2 separate regions of the Drosophila melanogaster genome follow, and region 1 is linked to region 2. Evidence: chromatin contacts called from public Hi-C data. All regions are on one chromosome and are shown on one strand. The core of a region is the stretch at or near the end of the contact, and the rest is flanking DNA. Distances in the headings are between cores, read along the strand shown.

Region 1 (5,571 bases), core at 25-2,524, 940 kb after region 2:
AAAAGCGTTTAATTGATCTGCGACTGCAACTGGACAAGGAGAAGAACATAACGAAGGAGTTGCGACTGAGGCTAGCGGCGCAGGACGCGATTGCGAATCAAGCGGAGAACCTGTCTATGAAACGAAAGAAGATCGCCGAAGAGAACAAGTGCTACATTTGCAAATGGAATTATGAGGTTACCGGAGACCATCGCCCAGTTTCAATTAAATGCGGTCACCTTTTTGGAGCGAATTGCATACTACATTACTTGCAGCGTAACAAGACATGCCCCATCTGCAAATCACAGATGATCCGCTGTATGGATGTTCGCATTATTATAGCAGGTCAAAATTTGTGCACGGCTGAATTATTACAGTAAACATTACATTTGCTGGGAAGTTGGACAAAATAAAAACCCAAGCAAAAGAAACAAGAGAAATTAATATTTTCTTGTATGTTTGTGATAATTAAACCACCACAATCATTTTCTCAATTTTTATTCAATTTCCCTTATTCAATCAATAGATGATTTGAACATTTGGCAAGCGTATATCGCAAGTGGAGTGAGACCCCCCGTAATTCCTTAATCAATAAACCACACTCCACTATATGCATACATAAATAATTTGTTATTGTTTTTGTGTGCGGGAACTATTATTATCAATTAAGCAATAATCTGTCGCAGAGTTTGCCAAATAACATTGAGAAAGTGGCTCACGTAATAAAGTAGAGGGAATTTGAAAAGTAGTGTAGTAGTAGTAGTAAAAGAATCAAGTTAAATAATAACGTTAATGTAGGTACATATGTATTGCTTAAAAATATAAATATTTTAGTGCATTTACTAATGTAGAGCAAGGTCCTTATCTGACTAATTGAATCAGGCTACAGTAACTTACTGGCTAAATTAGCAAACTTGTGCTGAGTTTTGGCGGTGCGAGTTGTCTGTCTCCTTTTTGTGGTGGCTGCTTCTCTCCCGTTTATTTTCGCGTGCATCTTCTCTTCCCGCCCGAGAAAAGTGTGAACTCACGAACACACGCAGCCAAAAGTTTTTAGTTCCGTGGCAACCACGTGCGTCTTTTGTTTCCTTTTTTCTTCTCTTGCGATTTTCCTTACTTCGCTCCCTTTTCTTCTATTCGCCGGGGTTGTCAAGCAGAAGTTTTGTTGTTATAAGTGGTGAAATGGATGCTGAAGTTGTTGTGTTTTATGCATAGGCCTGATGCTATTGTACGCAGTTGTACATCAATATCCAAACAAACCTACATACATACATACGTACATAAATAAATATGGATGTTGTCAGCGAAAAGTAGTCAAACCAAAGGATGGTGGTGAAAACTGTAGATGATGTGGGGGGGGGGGGTCTCTCTATATGTACATATGTATGGTTGTATGTTAACAAGTCTGGAGTCGCGGTCTTATTCGATGAGTGAAAGACGAAGCAAAATCAAAAATAAAGAAGCAATTCGACAAATGGCGCAAGCTATTAAAATAAATATGTACAATGTGCAAGCACTTTTTTTCGGGTGGACCCAAATTTTCACTTCGAAATATCCGTTAAAGTGTACCAAACTGAAATCTTTTTTTGTATTAATTGTTAGATTGCTGCATTTAAACCAAAAGCATTAAAAATATGAAAACATTTTTGGTTGGTTCTATTTGATTTCTCTTGACGCGCATTCTTATCAAAGCTTTAACTTTGTTTATACTTTAAGCGCATTCAAGTGTCTTTAATTTGTATACCTACCCCTAATCCAATTTCAATGTTTCAAATTTCGCTATATTAGGTAGTGATTCCCAATCAGCTTTGTTTACAAGGTCCACTCCAATTCCTACGCACTCGAGTTGTGGCGAGAGTTTTTTATGCGACATCAACTGAAGCTGGAGCTGCCGAAAGGTAAGCAGCGCACAGGGCAACTTAAAACGTTTACCAAAAAAAAATTCCTAATTTGTTGTTTAAAATATAAAATTATTAGGATTGGAAAAGGTTGATATCTTTTATTTGTGTATAATTTTTCAATTAAAAATAAAATCTCAAATTTACTGTACCGATACCACTGTGCAATGGTTGATGGAAGAGTGGAGTAAAGAAAAAGGAGCAACAGCCCTCGCCGGTAGCCGGCTTTCAGCCTCTGCTGCCACGAACAGAGCTCCCGTTCGGGCACTGTGGGGTTAGAAAAGTTTTAAGTTACATTATTTCGCTATTATTTTAATATGGGTATTAGTATTTGTAAAGATTTAAAAAAGAAAAGTTGAGAACTATTATGATATTCCATCCTGAATTCGATAAAAAAATAGTTAGAAAAACTATGATAGGGAGATATGTATATTAATACGTTTTTTGTCAAGGACTGAAATCCTTTTACTAAACGTATAATTGTACAAATTATACGTTTATGTCAATATAATTCGATCATGTATAGATGATTATTAAATAATAATAATGGAATAGTTAAACAATGGTCCGTCCCACTGTGCACTGCTGAACTTGAGCGAGAGAGCAAGTTGAACTTGCCAAATGCTGTGCGGAAGAGGAAGAGCGAGAGGATTTCTCCAACCCCTTCCCGCCTATCGTTTTTGGCGCGCGCAAGCGTAAGCTCTCCCTGCTCTCGCGGCCTCTCCGACGCTCTCTGGAAGTTTCGAGTTTCTTTCGAGGCTTTCTCGGTTCGGCGAACCTAGGCGGCAGTTTGATTTCAACTCTCAGACAGGACGAAGCGCCTGCCACAGGATATGGCTGGGAAACTATAGTGGAAACCTACGCCGCTATGTAATAGTAAATTAATAGTAGTTCTCTACTACTGCAGTAGTAGGCGGCGCTTTTCAATCGTATTGAAAGGAATACAATGACGGGGGCAAGAGAGAAACGAACGGAGAAAGAGTGCACGGACCACGAGGCTGTTTCATTAAAATTGGGATACAGACAAAACGTGGCTCGCAGGATACCGGATACGTCTGTGTGCGTGTGTGTGCCGCATCCATTCAGGAGGCTAAGAAAAAGGACGGCACACAGTTTTCAGTGGTGACTTTCTCGGCAAAATCCTAAAAAAGGACAAAACGGTTCGGTTCCTATTTGGTTTCTCGACTTTCGGTCTTCGGGGTAGTTCCTTAGTCTCTCAGAATAGCAAGATGATAAACCTGAAAAAGAAGAAGAAGCCGTCCAAGAAGCAGCTTCGCAAAAATTCCGCGCTTTGGCTCTCAATCGCCAACAATTCGTCGGAAATCAAGAAAAATGTAAGAAACAAATATTTTTAAACATAACTTGTCATTAAATATTTAGGTAAGCCAAAAACAACATGGTTGCGACATTCGATAGTAATCTTTAAATGCATAAAGTTTACACAAAGGAAAAATTATTCCTTTGTTACTAAACATAATATCGAAATCAGAAAAATTGATATATTTATGTTTGAAAATCAACATATTTTGTTAAATTGATCAACTTTTAAATAGGAACTATAAAATTACATAGGCATGTACTAAATTTATGTAAATGGATTTATGTAGATGAACAATCAACTTTTCTTTTGGGATCACAGCTTGAAATTAAAATCATATTCAAATCAGATTCCTTAGGATTTGTTTATTTATTTAGGGCATAGAAATATGAATAAATTAAAATTCTATTCTATGCTGTAATAAAATTACAGAATTCGCATTTTTGTTAGGCCCGTACAAATCCAACGTCAACTTAACAGAAGTACTTAAAAACCACAACAAATTGCACACGCGGCATTTAATTTATATTTTTCCAGCCGCTCTTTGCGTTTTTTCCCCCTCCATTTATTTTATTTTTGTGCAAGGCCCGCGAAATAAAAAGGAAAATCTCGAGGTTAGCAGCGGAGCAATGAGAAAAGCAACAAACAAAAAATACATATATGAAAATAAAAAACGCCAGAAAAAACTGGCAGCGCTGGTCTGGCCACTTGTCCGTCTGTCTGCCAGCCTGTTAAGCCCGTCCTTTTCTCTCACTGTACCGGTGTATTGGTGTGTATCTGTGTGGCTCGTTTTTATGGCCATGCAATATCTTTTTTCATTTCTGGCTTTCCTGTTCGCAGCCTCCATCTTCTGCGGACGCTTCTTCTTCTCCTGCAGCTTGTGCTTCATGTACAGGGCGCATAAAATAAGATGGGAAAAAAGCGAATGTTCAAATTGAAATACTTTACAAAACTCGTATTTGCTTAGCCTTATCGGCCCCGCACAGACACAAACGCACACACAGACACCTCACCCAGCGACTCTCTGTCCTGGTAACGAAGTTATATTTTTTTCCCCGCTGTTGCCAAGAGCCTTCGAGTCTTCCAGTCTGGTCTCTGAGATCCGTGGTCTTTTGAGCGCCTGTAACCGGTAGATAAAATGTAAAAGAAAAAAAAACCTACCTCATGTGGCATCTGCATAATCCGCAAGCTATCAATAAAGCAGGGCATCCTCTGCTGCAATTAGTGCGCTATATAATTAATCGCAAACGAGACATATCGTAAAGCGCTATAATGATGATTGGAGCGTGACTTCTGTTCTGATTTGCAGACTTAATGATCTTAATGATAATACTATGAAATGATAATAAATGAAATTTCGATATAAATTGATAGATTTTTGGATGGACAATTTGTTTCTTTTTATTTCATTCATTTTAAATCCGATTTGATAATGAACCAAATATATCTTCAAATGCAGCAATAATCTTAAGCAAATAATCATGTATTAAAAAAACGCGTTTTGTGTAACCATATAAAATTCAATAGTTCAAGACATATACGCGTCAACGAACTCGTGGTCTTCAACTCTTTGTCAAATCATAAAAGAACATTCATAAATTTGTTTACTGCAATCCATTTCTGCAAATCCACGCTTGCGTTCTTTCCCCTTCTAAATCCCAGTCACTCCTGATCTTGGCTTACTGGAGGAGACTAAATCCCCTGTTAGAAATCGCAGCTAATGGCTTGGAGTAGCCATTAACCAACGTCATTACAGGGTTTTCTGGCATCAGCCAATAAAGCTAAAGCCAGCTGGCTTGACCATGGTCTGACTTACTCTTGTGCCCAACTTGAACCCCATACTCCTTGCTCCAGACTGGAGGTGACTTACCCACAATGTCATTAATTTTACTCGTTGCTGGTTTTCAGACTGCTCCTTTGCCCAGCCGGCGACTAGTTTTTAGTTCGTCCCCTAGCCCAGGCACTTGTCCAAGAGTACACTTAAAAAAAAAGAGTGCCAAAAACAGGAAAGAAATATTTTGTTTAATCACTTTATTACTCTGATACTTACAAGCAATTAGTTCAAAAAATATATTAATATGGATATTAGTCTAAATACGTAACACACAATAATAGAAAATACCTGTGTAGTTAGTCTCAAAAGCTGCCACTTACAGAATTTTTCTCGTTTTAGTTTTGTTTTTTTTTTATACTAGACTCCCTTCTAGCCTTTGCCATCTAGCCATGAAAATGGCAGAGTGTAACTAAATGTGAGATTGTGTGGCTGTGGCAACAAAGACACGCTCCAATCTCCACCCACTAGCCTTTTTTTTTACCCCACTTACCACTCCAAACCCCATGGCTATTCAGACTGCAGTGTGTGCGCTTCGTTTGACTCTT
Region 2 (5,579 bases), core at 591-3,090:
CATACATATGTACATATGAACCATTTATTTAAGGAGTTACTATTCACAACTCATCCTTTTGGAGAACATGTAATATTTGTAAAACATTCCGCACTTGTAATTGAGAAATATTGTTGGTATTTTACTAGGAATTCGGGTTAATATGGCCAGTTGATATGTGTGGATTCCTATAACCATTTACGTATGTATGTACATATGATGAGAAAATATTCGAGATCAGTTTGGGTTCCCATCTCGTCTAGAAAATCCTTTGATGACATACCGCTTTCGAAGGTGGCAAGCACTTGGAGGATCATGAGCAGAATTGAAAGGTGTTGACTAGGATTTGAATAGATCATATAAGGAGTGTTTAGGTGGGTCAAACAAAAGAAAATGTTGGGAAAATATACAAAATTCACGACACTGAATCATCAAAAACTTGATGCTCTTACTTTTTTCAAAATCACTTCTAAGAAAAACAATTTATTTCCCCATGGTTTAAACTGGCCAAATCTAAACATAAGCGGCTGATTTTCGGCACGATCATGACATAATCGAAAAATTAAGTATACAAAAATCCACCCCATCAACAATACACCACCCACCCCCCACGCACACCCCCGCCGCGATCGCTCCAAAAGTTTAACGGCGCAAAAAGCGAACACGCAAACTAAAAAACGTCAAAAGAATGCAAAAAATAAAGAAGAAAGCAAAAATTGCGAAGAAAACAACAACAAAATGAATGTGGCAGGTAAATGGAAGCAGAGGAGAAGAGGAAAGAACGAAGATGGCGCGAAGCAAGGTGGAGACGAAGGGGAAGCGAAAGCAAAACGCCGAGAAATATCAATGAACTCCATTCTCCACTTGGCAGTCTATCTCGCTCACTCATTGGTTGGGAGCACGTACATAGAGTAACTACTCACAAAAATAAATATAACCACGATTTTACAATAATTAAAATACTATTATTAATTCTACATATGTAAACATACATACATATGTATGTACGTAGATTGTGGGTAAGGGCTAAATGCCACTACCAATCTTTTTCTTCGTGTACCAAAGATATTTGCGCCACTTTTGACATAATTCATTATTTTGTTCTTCACTCGTTTACTCCATTTTGCTTTGAACCTCTGCTTCGTGTTCGTCAAGTTTTCGAAAGGTCCGTCGACTGATCGGCGATTTTCCGAATTTTTTCGACGTCGCAGTCAAATGCTCTCTTTTTTTCCGTTTTAGAGCGCAGTACTAAAACGTTTTTGTTTGTTGTTGGTGTTGGGAAGGGGAAAATAACTTGACTCGCTGTTCTGATTGGAATAAAACGGAAGAGAGCGAGAGAAAGAGAGCTTACTCTCTCTCTTAGCGAGCGCATTTCTTCCAAGTTTGTGCTTGTGTGTGTGTCATTGGAGGAAGCGTATAAAAATGAAATGAGCATGGGAAAAGAATGGAGAAACGCAAAGTGGCGCGAATTAGGCGTTTGGGCTGGGGCAGTTTTGTTTTACCGCCCAAAATCTATGCGAATGGCGGGAAAAAGTGCAATTCGGGCGGGAGAAAGATTAGAAAGTTGGCCCAAACAGCAGGGTAAACCATAAGCTGCATCTCAAGCCTTCTATAGTAAGAAAAGCTGTAATAGTTCACTGAACTCCCGTTACGCATTAGAAACTCAGTGCACTTTTAGACGTGATTAGAAGCTTTCATTTATTTCATAGGATTTTCCAATTTGTTCCCATTGGATAACGGTTTAATTCTAATAGGACACTTTTCCTTATAGGGGGAACACTAAAACACTGTGTGGGGGAGACAATTTGTAGTTGGACACCCCGTCTCTTGCCAATCAGAAAGCAACGGTTAAATCCTACAGCGTGTCAATTTTCTTATAAGAGGATGTTGTATTTGTAGCAAAAAATGCAAAGACACGACGGCAAACGCAGCATTCTCTCCCGCTCTTTCCTTCACTGTTCCACACACACTTGTCACCGCACACGCGTCATAAATTTTATTCCACTCTGAATAACGTATTGCCTTTTATCCACTAAAACCATTGTGCAATTGGTTTTACCTTCTAGTAAGCGGAAAAATGCTTAACATAATATCCCCGGTGTTTTCACTTGTTTTTCTTAAAGGGAATTGAACAACGTTTTTCGAGAGTTTTTCGTCGTCGTCGTCGCCGGCCACGAAAAAACTTCACGAGCAGCGGAGCGGCGGCAGCAAAGTGATCGCTTTGGAACCGAAAAAAAAATTGGTGGAACTGGGTATCAAAAGCAGCGACGTCGACTGCGGCGAGTGTGCATGAGGAACGCGCCAAAACAGGCGGATCCGAAGCGCCAAAAAATGCAACAAACACAGGGGGCAACTTTGTTGTACTCTAGGGGAGGGACGGAGATGGGGCGAGCATCTCCAGCGCAAAGAACAGAGCGTGAGAAAGCGAGACGGGGCGATGAAGCCGCTGGTGGCAAGCTTGGCATTTTATTGAATGGAGTCTGCAATTGGAGTCCCCAGTCCCCAACAGGCTAGTCAGACTACAATTGGAGGTTCGACGTCCAGTCAGCTGGGTGGTCGAAAAACAGCTGACGAGGATGCCAGAAGGGCGGATTTAGTCGGATATATCGTGGTTATATATAAATACCTAAGATTTATTTCTATGTCATATGCCAATTTTAATTCAAATATGACCTTCAGAAAATAAATATTTAAATTTTAATATGAAACTATTTTTTTTAATATATTTTTAAAGCGCTCCAAAATCAATTCAAGGTTAAAATAAATTTATCTTGAAGGGTATTCATAAATCTTTAAAATTTTAATTATTTATTTATTCTTCAGAAGCCTGAAATTACATGGTTTAATATGCTTTTCTAGTAGTTTTTATGAACTGCAGCCAAATAACATATGACAAGATGACTGAGGTCGAACTAGGTGGTAACGCTGCTTTGAAACCAAACAAACCACTGCCACTTTGTTGTTTTCATCGATTAACATTCGAGCATTTTTGGCACCAACTTCGAGCGCTTATAAATCAGGTAAGCTAAATGAAAAACCATGCGTGCCTATAACCAATTGAAAGATCAAAACTCGCAGAATCTGATTTTTCACTAAAATCGAAAATCCCGTTCAATTCGGCCAAATTAGAATCGATTGAACTTGATGATTTCCCGCGCGCGGGAACCCGACGTCGGCGCGCGCTGCTGACAGCGATGACAGCTGCGCGCGCAAAGAGAAGGCGCGGAAGAGAGCGCGAGAGGGGCAGGGGAACAGAGAGAGAAAGAGGCAAAAACGTCGACGTCGCTGCTCACGTTTTTTTTCCATTACTTTTCGACTGCTACAATATCGATGGAGAAAACGGGGTCTAAAGGAAATGGCTTAAAAAGCAAGTTCACGAACTTTTGAACCCTGCACCTGCTGCAAATCGAATGGGCCAATTGGCCGGCATCACTCACCTGCTGTTGGGCAGGATTCGGGCAAATTCTCAGCGGGATTGCACACTGAAAAACACACGCGGACTGGAATGGTGATGAAAAAAATTGCACACACCGCCGCACACATACACACGCACGCCAGCCAGCAAGACAGTATAGCCTCCTTTTTGTCACCTTTTTCGACAGATTTATCGTGGTTCTGCGGTCTTTTTCACGGCTAGCTCAACCCCACGGCAGTCAAGGCCAATTCGATGCGATCCCCGCGATTTTTCAGCGACTCCAAAGTAACACAATGATCGCAAGTGGCACTGTGACGAGATCGAAATCGAGAGAGCGATGAAAGAGCAAAAAAAAAGGCCATAATCATCTGGCCACACGGCGCAAAGAGAGAGTCGGAGTTTAGTGGCAGCGGCGTTGCCACTACGGCCGATCGCGTTGCGGGATTTTTATTGGCGCGTTATTCAAATTTTGAAAAATAACTTCTATGTTAGCCTGACTTTTACTGCTCTGCATATTTAGTTCACTATTTTTCCGGGCTGATCATATCTGGAAATCGGGTATTTAAAATAATAAAAGATGTGCAACGTGCTTAATGTTAAATGGGGTTTTAGAAAAGAAATTGTATTATATAAATTTTGCTTTGATTGTTCGATTAACGGATATTAAATAATTGGATTTTCCGTTGGGAGCGTAATTTGAAACGCATATTTGATACGCTTATATTGTTTTTGTTTTATTGTTATATTCTTGTTTTTATCATGCGACTATCTAGTAATTAAATTCAAACAGAATACTCAAGTAAGAATTTTGTATTTTAGGAAATACTTAAAGTATTTTCACTCGATTTAATTTTTGGCGCACTTTTCAAACAATAACGGATGTCACTCAAATGATTTAATGGTTTTCAACTTTAATGCTCTTTTTTGTTGCTTAACTCACATATTGATTTTGTTTTATTATAGCAAATTTCGTATAATAAATGTTAGAATTACACGAACACTTTACTTTTCGATTTGAATTTGTTTGATTTTAATCCACCTCACTGAATTGCAGATTTTTTCGGCGTGCTGTTATTTATCCACAAAATAATAATTTTTAGGCAGTAATAACTAACAATTAGCGAATATTTGTCTTTAGGGAACTTTGCTAATTTTCATGTTCATGCTAATGTTAGCTATTGGTTTTGAATTTTATATTTAATATTAAAAAGTTAAATAATTAACTTCTGATAAATATTTTTTAATATAGCTTGTATTTTTAGAACTCTTATTAATTCACTCAATCACTTTTGATAATAAATTTCCTCACACAAACCGTTGCTTACAAATATTTGTATTTTATTTCGAAACTTTTAAAATTGAATTATTTATTGAATTAAAATTTATTAATTTCCAAATTACTATGTTTTAATGTTTATCCAATAAATATCATTTATGACACCTTTCTAACTCATTCTCATTGATTTCACTTAATACATTTATTAGTAATCATCAATTTGATTTATATTCAAATGTGATTAAATGCCACTTGACACACCTGATTAGAAAATTTCATTTTCTTAGAGCTTCGACCGCAGCCTGGTTTCTTCACAAGCTCGAAAAACCAAATAAAAGAAAGCTGCCGATAATTAACAATTTCCAGCGAATTGAGCACACCGGCAAAGTGCTAAGTTTGCATTTCGGCAGTGTAACACAGCCAGAAATGAATATCCGCCAAGCGCAGCAGAAAAACCTCAACTTCAGCAGCGGGGCCATGGCAAAACCACAATCCACTCTCAATCTCCAGCTTTGTGTTTTCGTTTCCATATTTATTGCGATTTTTGTTTTGATATTATTAATTTTACGTTTCAAACTTAAGCAAAATCACTAAGCCAGCTCGGGGACGATCATCTCTTCAAGCTTTCAGCGGCGACTCGTTGAATCCGCGAGCCGCGTAATCGGAAGGCGCCGATCGATCGGAGACCTTGGGATAGCCCTCATCTCCGGGCACGCACTGCTTGCGCGAGTGAATCACACGCCAGCCGCCCTTCCGGGTCCAGTCCTTAAATAAAAGGGTTATACATTAAACTATGCATATAATATATATATATTAAACGATGAAACACAGCTAATTTGTTGAAAGAAGGCGATCTTAAGTATATGCATTAAGTATAAGGTCTTTAGAGCAATAAAACTAAAACTATCT

What was found. Hi-C and Micro-C count contacts between places; a contact is called where the count stands out from the background.
Region 1: a Hi-C map of the Kc167 cell line shows a contact between it and region 2, with 2.4 times the contacts expected there. A contact is called at or near these places in 2 of 107 Hi-C or Micro-C datasets (the Kc167 cell line and eye imaginal disc).

What each region holds. Positions count from the first base shown.
Region 1 is chr2L:16,682,734-16,688,304 of dm6, forward strand. It overlaps CG31807, which reads right to left and starts at 1,275. Exons shown (of 2, transcript NM_001299054.1): 1 at 877-1,275. grp (grapes) reads left to right here. Exons shown (of 8, transcript NM_165172.3): 2 at 1,765-1,874. It overlaps CG33552, which reads left to right. Exons shown (of 1, transcript NM_001014488.2): 1 at 1-557. The coding sequence ends at 359.
Region 2 is chr2L:15,744,417-15,749,995 of dm6, forward strand. lncRNA:CR44974 (long non-coding RNA:CR44974) reads left to right here and starts at 1,841. Exons shown (of 2, transcript NR_124289.1): 1 at 1,841-2,044; 2 at 2,103-2,584. CycE (Cyclin E) reads right to left here and starts at 3,734. Exons shown (of 6, transcript NM_165125.3): 1 at 3,570-3,734. It overlaps ND-B17 (NADH dehydrogenase (ubiquinone) B17 subunit), which reads right to left. Exons shown (of 3, transcript NM_165126.3): 3 at 4,903-5,435. The coding sequence ends at 5,289. It also overlaps asRNA:CR44866.